2 separate regions of the Mus musculus genome follow, and region 2 is linked to region 1. Evidence: chromatin contacts called from public promoter capture Hi-C data. All regions are on one chromosome and are shown on one strand. Each heading gives the region's core, a stretch centred on a gene start, on an enhancer-like site or on the middle of the called end of the contact. The rest is flanking DNA. Distances are from core to core; before and after follow the strand shown. Region 1 has its middle 6.8 kb from the start of Pax2. Region 2 holds the start of Sec31b (Sec31 homolog B (S. cerevisiae)).

Region 1 (4,174 bases), core at 43-2,542:
CTTTCTGGCCCCTCCTCCCTTTAACCCTGCTTTCCTTCATAAGAGGACCTAGCAACCTCTCCGGCCCTTCACAGCCCCTTTGAGGAGCAACGACAATACAAACCACTTGGCCACCAAAGGGGCCTCATACTGGCACGGGTCAGCCAGGTGGCGGCCTGTGGACCACTGAACTGGGAGGGGGGGTTAAAAAATAGTCAAAACATGGCCAACAGGCTCACACAGTAGGAGTGGAGAACTATGACCAAAGAGGAAAAGCTGGGGTGGGGGAGGAAGAATCAAGGAGACCCCCAGAATCAGGATGGATAATCTGACCCCTAGCTCAGACCTGAATAGTACTAGCGCCGAGCACTCATGAAAGAGTGCTAAAAGCAACCATTCACCCTACAGCCTACAGGAAGGAGAAGTCAGCCTGCATAGTCTCTTTACTTCTGTAGACCCCAGTTTACTCACCTGTAAAATGGGGATAATTACACTTGTCCACTATGGAGCCCACCAGTGGACACCTTGAAAGGCAGTTATTTCTATAGTAGAGGAAGGTGTAATAGTCCAGCTTTCTGAACACCTGACCCCACAAAGAGGGAAGGGAGGAACCCGAGCTTGCAGGCTGCCAGGCTGGGGGTGTTTTCCTTCCTACTCCTACCCCATAGATGTCCCTGGTTTCCCCACTGCTTCTCCTTCCTCTAATACTTCTTTCCACACTCCCGCCCCTTCCCTTTTGACTATACCACACCCATCCAGGTTTTTCTTCATCTCTTTTGCCACTCCTCCAATCCTACTTCTTTAACGCCCCCTCACCCCCACCCCAAGTCTACTATAACCGCTAGATCAGTTCAATTTCTCACCCACATCCCCAACCATCGGGTTAATTGGGACCGGAGGCTCGGTCCCCTATGGGCCACACCGTTTAAAAAAAAAAAAAAAAAAAAAAAAAAAAAAAAAAAAAAAAAAAAAAAACCTTTGGCAGAGGCTGGGGAAGGAAATCCCATTCTGTCCGGTTCCAAACAAAGAGAGTTGGTCCTCCCAGAACCTGCAGTCAACTTGCCAAAGACCGAGTAGAGATGAAACAGTGGGCAGAGCCTAAGAGGAGGCAGAGGGAGGGGAGAAGAGGTGAAAAACGAGGACTCAAAGTGGGTGCTGAGACCACCGAAAAGAGAACTGTCCCTTGAAGGCCTGCTGAGGCTGGCTGGGCAAAGCCGGTTTCCACCGGGCCATCTGCCCCCTCCTCCTCTGAGCCTGGGTGAGAGAGTCCAAGGGTGGCTGAGTGTTGGTGGGGAAGTAATGATTAACTTCCTCTTAGCCTGCTGGAGCCCGCGGCTCACCGGGCTGTGGTGGAGGGAGACTGTGCTGGCTGATCCGGGGTGTCCCCAGCGCCACCCGCCACCGCCACAGCTACTACAGGGACCGCAGAGGGAGGGGACAGGAGGTAGCAAGAGGTAGTTGAAAGGCAACTGAGTGCTGGATAACTCCAGATGAGGGGAAGCTAGGGGTAGCGGCTGAATAGACAGGGCCAACACTTCGGCAAGGGAAGGGGCTGTGTGCGAAGGAGGGCTCTTGGCCCTGCTGCGGCGAGGAATAGTTGGAGAGGGGCGGGAGCACCAGGGCAGAGTTTCCCCGGAGTTGCGAACAGACACCAAATCTACTGTCTCGGATCCAACCGCGCGCCGCCCTCCCTTCCTCCTCTCGCCGCAGCTGTGTGGATGTGAGGAGCAGGCGGAGCGCGCCTGAGCCGGGAGCCGGTAAGGCAGAGCGAAACCCGCCAGCGAGGCAAGGGAGGCCTTGTGGGCACGGCCACCGAGGCTGGGGAAGGGCTGCAAGGTGGCTGAAAACAAAGGACCGGAGAGGAGGGGAGAGAGGACCCAGGGGCAAGAAGGGCAGGCTGAGTTGGGGGCGGGGGAGGCCCTAGGAAAGGATTTGGGGGAGTGAGGCAGACCAAGGTTTGTACCAGCCTGCCTCTGCCACCAAGCCTTGCTTAGACTCCCTCCGGGGATCTGGCCCCACATTCTGTGACCTCGGGTCAGGATGGGGGCTCTAGTCCGGAGTTGAAGCAGCTGCCGGGGGTGGGGGTCTTGTAAGTATGTGAGCTTGGAGGTGACAGATTGGTGGAAAGAGATGGGGAGGGAAGGTCTCTGCTACGGGTTAGATTTCTGCTTTTGGTGCTGCAAGCCTCTGCCTTCTGCTCCCTGCAAACCAGAGCACCTATTCCCTCCAACTTTGCTGGAGCAGAAACATTCTTTTTTTTTTTAAGTTCCCTTCTTTGGTCAGAAAAGGGATGATTTGGTTTGAGAGTTTAAGGTCATCTGTGTCCAGGGTTGTCTCTTACATTTCTGCCACTGTCCCTAAAGAGAAAAAGCAGCCCAAAGTGAAGCTCAGAGAGAAGGGAGCTCAGACTCGGGAGTTCTCCTACCACGTCTAGGCTGGCAATGAGCTCTAGATAGACCCGTGGCTAACGAATAAATTGATGAAACTGATTAACGAAGGGAGGAAAAACCCTTTCAATGTCTAAATCAATTAGAAGAATTCCTAGTGTCTTTAGAGGCAGAGCATCTCTTGTGAGGTGTTTGGCTGAATGTGTTTGAGTGCTATAAGGGATTTTTTTTTTTTTTTTTTGAGCAGTGACGTTTAGGCAAACAGCTGTGTTCCACGCTGGGCTGAGGTAGAAGCCCCGGACTCATTTCCAGCGCCTCCCCCTCCCCACTCAGCCCTCAGCCCAGGCTGCTCTGAGGCCGGCCTAGGCTGCCCAGCCTCTTCCAGCAGGGCTGCCAATCAATCTTGCAGGTCAACACAGCAATTAATAACGGGGTGAAAAGTCCCAGCAAAAGAGGGAGGGAGGGAGGGAGATGTCAGGCTGCGTCTTCCCCCAGGCTCTGAAGACCCAGTGAATGGATCAGGAAGAAGATCTCTGAGGGAGACAGCGACCCCATCACCACCACAACCACAAAACCGTGGGAACTCAGTGGGAATCTGGGAGTCCACTTTGGGCCTCATAGGGATCGGGACAGGGCAGAGAAAGAGAGAGGCTCTCTGTTTTATACCTGGGTGCTGAGGATCCCAACTGCCTAGTGCCCATTGACCCTTCTTTCTCTTTTCTTTACCCTTTCCACGTTTGTTGCTGTTGCTGCTCAGAACCAGGCCAGGGAAAGCAAATAGAACCCGCATCTCCCGTAAACCCGGTTGGAGCGCTCCCGCTAGTGCTGCCATCGGGCAGATTTGCTTGCTGGCTCCCCTGTTCTTCTGTAAGTCACTGTCAGTTTCAACAGACAGATTGCAAAAGATCCATGGGGAGCCACACGGGGGCCACAGGGCACTGAGGGAGCTTTGCAGCAGCCGGACAAATCTTTGGTGAAGAGACTGGAGGCAGAGGATCGGGAAGAGTGGAAGAGAGAAAGAGTAATAATAATAATAATAATAATAATAATAATAATAATAATGCGGCCAGGAGGGAGGGGGACTTCAGCTTGGCTTGGCAGTGGGGATATCTCGAAAGAAATAGCCATTTTCCCTCTTCAACATTTCCTGCCTCCCGCCTAGTTCGGCAGCTTCTCCCCATTTAGGCAAATGCCCGGCAAGCCTAAGCTGTAGCCACTTTCCTAGCCCATTGGGTGCGCCTAGGGTAAGTGTGAAGCACCAGGGACCTTCTAGTGTCCCACTTGTAACTTGGAATAAGAACCCTGACAGGATCACAGGGACTGCCTCTCTCTGTTCTCTGCCTTTTCCTTCCTGAGGGGCTGAGCAGGAAGCTTGTGACCGGCTGCTTGCTGGGACTGGGAGCCCAGCCTAGGCACCTTAGTCTGTAAGTCAGGGAGAGGCATCTGCAAAGAGAAAGGATGGATGTGTTCCAACTCAAGCAAAGGGGTCCTGGGAAGGAGGGGCAGGGGCAAGAGGCAAGATAGATCCAGAGAGAGTGAGGTGGAGAAACGCTGTGTAGGAAAGGAAGAAAGGGGGAGAGAGGCTCGCAGAAAGGCTCAGCCATTAGGTCTGTCCTTGGGTTGCATATTTATACGGTCGAGGGGGTGCACAGATGGGCTCTCAATTGAATTCCATCTTCAACACCATCAGAGATTGATTTTATACTCGCTTTTAATTTTGCCATAATTAATTAGATCATTACAACTGTTTGCTATTGATCTCCCTACTTAAACCTCTGAGTGGAGGGTCTGCCCAGAGTCCTAAAAGC
Region 2 (4,079 bases), core at 1,236-3,735, 210 kb after region 1:
GACCCATAAGAAAAATGTGTTTCTCCTGCATCAGTACAAATAAACCCATCAGACTTAGTCACTATTTTATTGCTCCGAAGAAAGACCATGACCGTAACAACTCAGGAACAGTTCATTGGGGGTGTGCTTACAGTTTTAAAAGCTTGGTCCATTATCAGCATGGTGGCAAGCATTGTAGGCATGATGATGGAGATGTAGTTGAGAGCTGCATCCTGATCTGGGTTGTGAGTGGGTAGGGAGGACGGATGGATAAGAGTCTGACTGGGCCTGCCATGGGCTTTTGATCTTAAACCCCACCCCCATTGACATACATCCTCCAACACGAACATGCTTCCTTACCTTCTAACCCTTTCAAAGAGTCCCACTCCCTGGTGACCAAGCATTCAGGTATACGAGCCTTTGGGAGCCATTCTTATTCAGACCATCACATCATTCAACTTAGATATGGGCTCCATTAGTGGATTATCTGGGCAGTTAAAAAGTGCAAAATTAGGGAGTGGAACTGAAAACGTTACTTTTTGAAGAATTCTTAGATTTATTGCGGGCTGCTGAGATGGCTCAGTTGGTAAAGATATGTGGTGAACACCTGATATCAATCTTTAGGCCCTACATGGTTGGAGGAGAAAATCCATTACTTCAAGGTGTCCTCTGACCTTTGCACATGTGCTATATATAGTGTGTGTGCATCCACACTTGCACACAGAATAAATGTCATTTTAAGAAGTTTTTTTTACAAAGATATACTCTTTAATCATCTCATTCTTAAATATTTATTTATTTATATGAATGTATATGGCTGTGTGCCACCAGGAAATGATGTTGGATATTCTGGGACTGGAGTTAGGCAGTTAGAAGCTGCAATGTGGGTGCTGGGACTTGAACCTTAGGACTTTAGTGCGATTTCTTTTGTGATGCTCCATCAGTGTGGTTGGTACTTCTGCTTTATTCCCTAATTTGGGAGTACTTTCCAAGGTTCAGCTGTGTGTGTGTGTGTGTGTGTGTGTGTGTGTGTGAGAGAGAGAGAGAGAGAGAGAGAGAGAGGAAGAGAGAGAATCTCCTGTAGCCCTGGGTGCCCTTGAACTTGCTGGGTAGCTTGGGTACCTGAAGATGACCTTGAACTTTTGACCCTCCACCCTGAAGCCACCACGACTACTGGTTTCTCTAGTGCTGGGAAATAAAACCAGGGTTTCAAGCCTTAGGGCAAGCAAGCACTCTCAGCCAATCCACACCTCTAGTTCCTAAGGCTCAGACCTTGTTCACTCCCCAACTCCACCCCCATCACCGGCTCACCTGTGATAGGACACTTAAAAAAAAAAAAAAGTTAAATGTTTAGTTGTAGCAAGAATGGTCCTGGCACAGATGGTGCCACACATGGGTGTCTATCTGGTTTCAGAACTGCCCATCAGATAATGGGCACCCCAGTTTCAGAGGTGACCCGGGTAGAACTCACCATGCATCAAGTGGCACTTTTGAACCAACTTGGGCATCTTCACCTGCCACAATTACCTCCACAGTTATCTCAACTTGAAAAGCATCTGTGATATCTTCACATTCTCTTTTCCTCTGCCTCAAGGTTTTAACTCTGTTATCAGCGACACCGGGTCTCCCTTGCTCTTGGGCCCCGGCTGTCTTGAATCCTTTCCTTTCTCAGTCAGGAGAGCCAGGGCAGCTCTCCTTCAGTCACCAGTATTAATCCTGACTTTCTTCACCGGTCCCTGGGCTGCTCTATTCCTCTTGTAATTGGGTCCCTGCCTTCCTCTCTTTTTTCTCCAAAGGGATCCATACTGCCAGATACAAAATACAATTGCCACTAGTGCCTCTGACCCAATAATTTTCAGTAATTCCCTGTTAACCGCAGAATTAATTGGTATTCCACAATTTATCTATCAGTACTTGTTCTTGATCAGTCTCTTTGACTTACTGTATGGGAAATGCCAGCATGCCCATTAGCTGCTTTGGCCCCCCTTTTTGCTGAAATATCACCTAGTGTTCTTTCAGCTCCAAGGAGTAATGCCCATGTCATGTGCCTGAAATCTTCCATGAAGTGCCTGGTTCACAGTTGTCTCTTTTTCCACACACAGCCGTTAATCAGTTTGTGGACACCCTCTACTAGTAGGCTCCAGTGTGCACCACTACTATTTACAACCTCGATTGCTTTTTAGCTAAATAGATCACACTGAGAGCTCATGGGCTTCCCTCACTTTAATAACTACATAATAAATTGAATTAGTGTTTTCCCTTTCTATACACAGGAGCCTGACTCAAATAGAATAGACTAGCATGTACTGGTGTGGGGGCTAGAACTGTGCAATCCCAGGGCAAGTGAGGCAGGCCCTGCTGGGAAACCTCTGCGCTATCGCTCTCGGTGCAGATTAGTGTTGAGGAGCTCAGCTAGGCGAGCAGAGGGAGTGGGTCGCCAGCTGTGGCCAGGGCAAATTGACTTTTGGCCCTCGGCAGCCGCCGTCCGCAGCGCGGTGCGCCCTTGGTTGGGACAGGACCGGCCCAGGCGGTCGCCTGTGACCCCTGACCTGGGCGCTCGGAACAGGTGGGTTTCCCCTGCGGGTCTGGGGTCCCGGAGCACCGCTCCTCCCACGGGAGGACGCCGGGGAGCTCGCCTTGACCACACCCGGGCTGCCACGCCTCTGGAGCACCAGTACGAATCCCCCCAGCTGGACCCGGTCCCGCTCCCCTTGCCACACAGTGTCCCCAACCCCGCCGAGGTCCAGCAGCGCTGCGCGCGCCTCCGACTGCCCCCCAAGCCTTGACTTGACCGGGCCCTCAGCCTGCACACTGTCGCGGTGCCCTGGCCAGTGGTAACTGACCGTCAAGCGCCTTGTATGGCAGTCAGCAGGCGAGAAGCCGTGTTGACCTTCTCCCTAAGGACTGGACTGCCAAGGGTCGTCCTCCCTGATAGTGGTTCCCCGACCCTATCAGCCCGCCACTGCTCTGGCTGTTCTGATCCTAACGAGGGTTTTTCTTATAAAATGATGCCTCAGAGCAAAGTGGATGAAAAGAGCATTTCTCAGCCGGGCGTGGTGGCGCACGCCTTTAATCCCAGCACTCGGGAGGCAGAAGCAGACGGATTTCTGAGTTCGAGGCCAGCCTGGTCTACAAAGTGAGTTCCAGGACAGCCAGGGCTATAAAGAGAAACCCTGTCTCGAAAAAAACCAAAAAAAAAAAAAAAAAAAAAAAGCATTTCTCCCGTCCTTCTGTCAATGGTTTAAGCACGTCATGAAAGCTTTGCTTAAATTAATATAATGGTTAAAAGCACGGGGTTTACATTGCGGCTTAGCCGGCTGTTTTCTATGTAAAACAAAGTAACAATTTATAGAAATTTCTAGTTGTGCCTGGCAAATGCGCTGTTGCTGGTCGCTGCGCTTCTGTACAGGATGGTTCTGACCAGCAGGTGGCACTGGTGACGAAATAGTGTAGTTCGCTGGTCACTGATAAAGCGGAGCTTCAGGAGTTTAGAAGCTCCCAGAAACAAGCTTAACTGACAGCCCCAAGCTTTTTTCAAGCTGGAAAGTACAATAGAGATTAAGTACTATTATCGCCTGCTTTTATAGGTGAGGCTGACCTGACTGGGTTGCTCAAGCAGGTCACAAATAGTTCTAAGTGTCCTTCTTTACCTTTCAGCCCTTTCGCTGGCCCGTGAGGATGAGACCTTGAGTATACATTAGAAGTGGAAATCACAGAGTTAAAATGAATGCGGTGTGGGGGCTTCACACTTGCCAAGTAGAGACAGGACGATCATTCTCAGTTACCTAGCAAGTTTGAGGCCAGTCTGGGCTACGGGAGACCATGCGCCCCCTCCCGCAAAAGGAAAGGGTCTGAAAAGATGGCTCTGTTGGTAAGAGCACCCGCTGGGTTCCCGGGGCGCTCACATTGTAGCTCACAGCCATCTGTAGCTCCAGTTCCAGGGGCTCCAACACTCTCTTCTGGCCTCTGAAGGCATTAGGTACCCGTGTGGTACACAGACATACATGCAGGCAACACACACACATATCTATGAATGTTATAATTTTAAATATATTAAGATAAGTTCTTACTTTGTATGTAGTCCACGCCAGGCTTGCCTG

The links. Promoter capture Hi-C pulls out the DNA fragments that hold promoters and counts their contacts.
Region 2: a promoter capture Hi-C map of liver shows a contact between it and region 1, with 2.7 times the contacts expected there. The contact joins the promoter of Sec31b here to the enhancer-like site in region 1. A contact is called at or near these places in 7 of 39 promoter capture datasets (the SN4741 cell line, embryonic stem cells, liver and 3 more), 7 of 115 datasets of contacts at active chromatin or transcription factors (embryonic basal ganglia, embryonic forebrain, embryonic hindbrain and 4 more) and 2 of 9 other capture datasets (adipose tissue and pancreatic islet).

Annotation. Positions count from the first base shown.
Region 1 is chr19:44,748,054-44,752,227 of GRCm38.p6, reverse strand. It overlaps a transcript of Pax2 not described here. Among named protein-coding and RNA genes, the nearest start is that of Pax2, 6.8 kb to the left of the region's middle. RefSeq lists a cis regulatory region at 1-152 and a promoter at 1-3,437. Within about 2 kb of position 1,292, at least 69 of the 459 cell types and tissues checked have an H3K27ac peak or open chromatin away from gene starts, as enhancers often do. A contact at or near this core is called in adipose tissue, liver and pancreatic cancer cells, where this site is marked.
Region 2 is chr19:44,544,254-44,548,332 of GRCm38.p6, reverse strand. It overlaps Sec31b (Sec31 homolog B (S. cerevisiae)), which reads left to right and starts at 2,485. Exons shown (of 26, transcript NM_001033343.1): 1 at 2,485-2,545.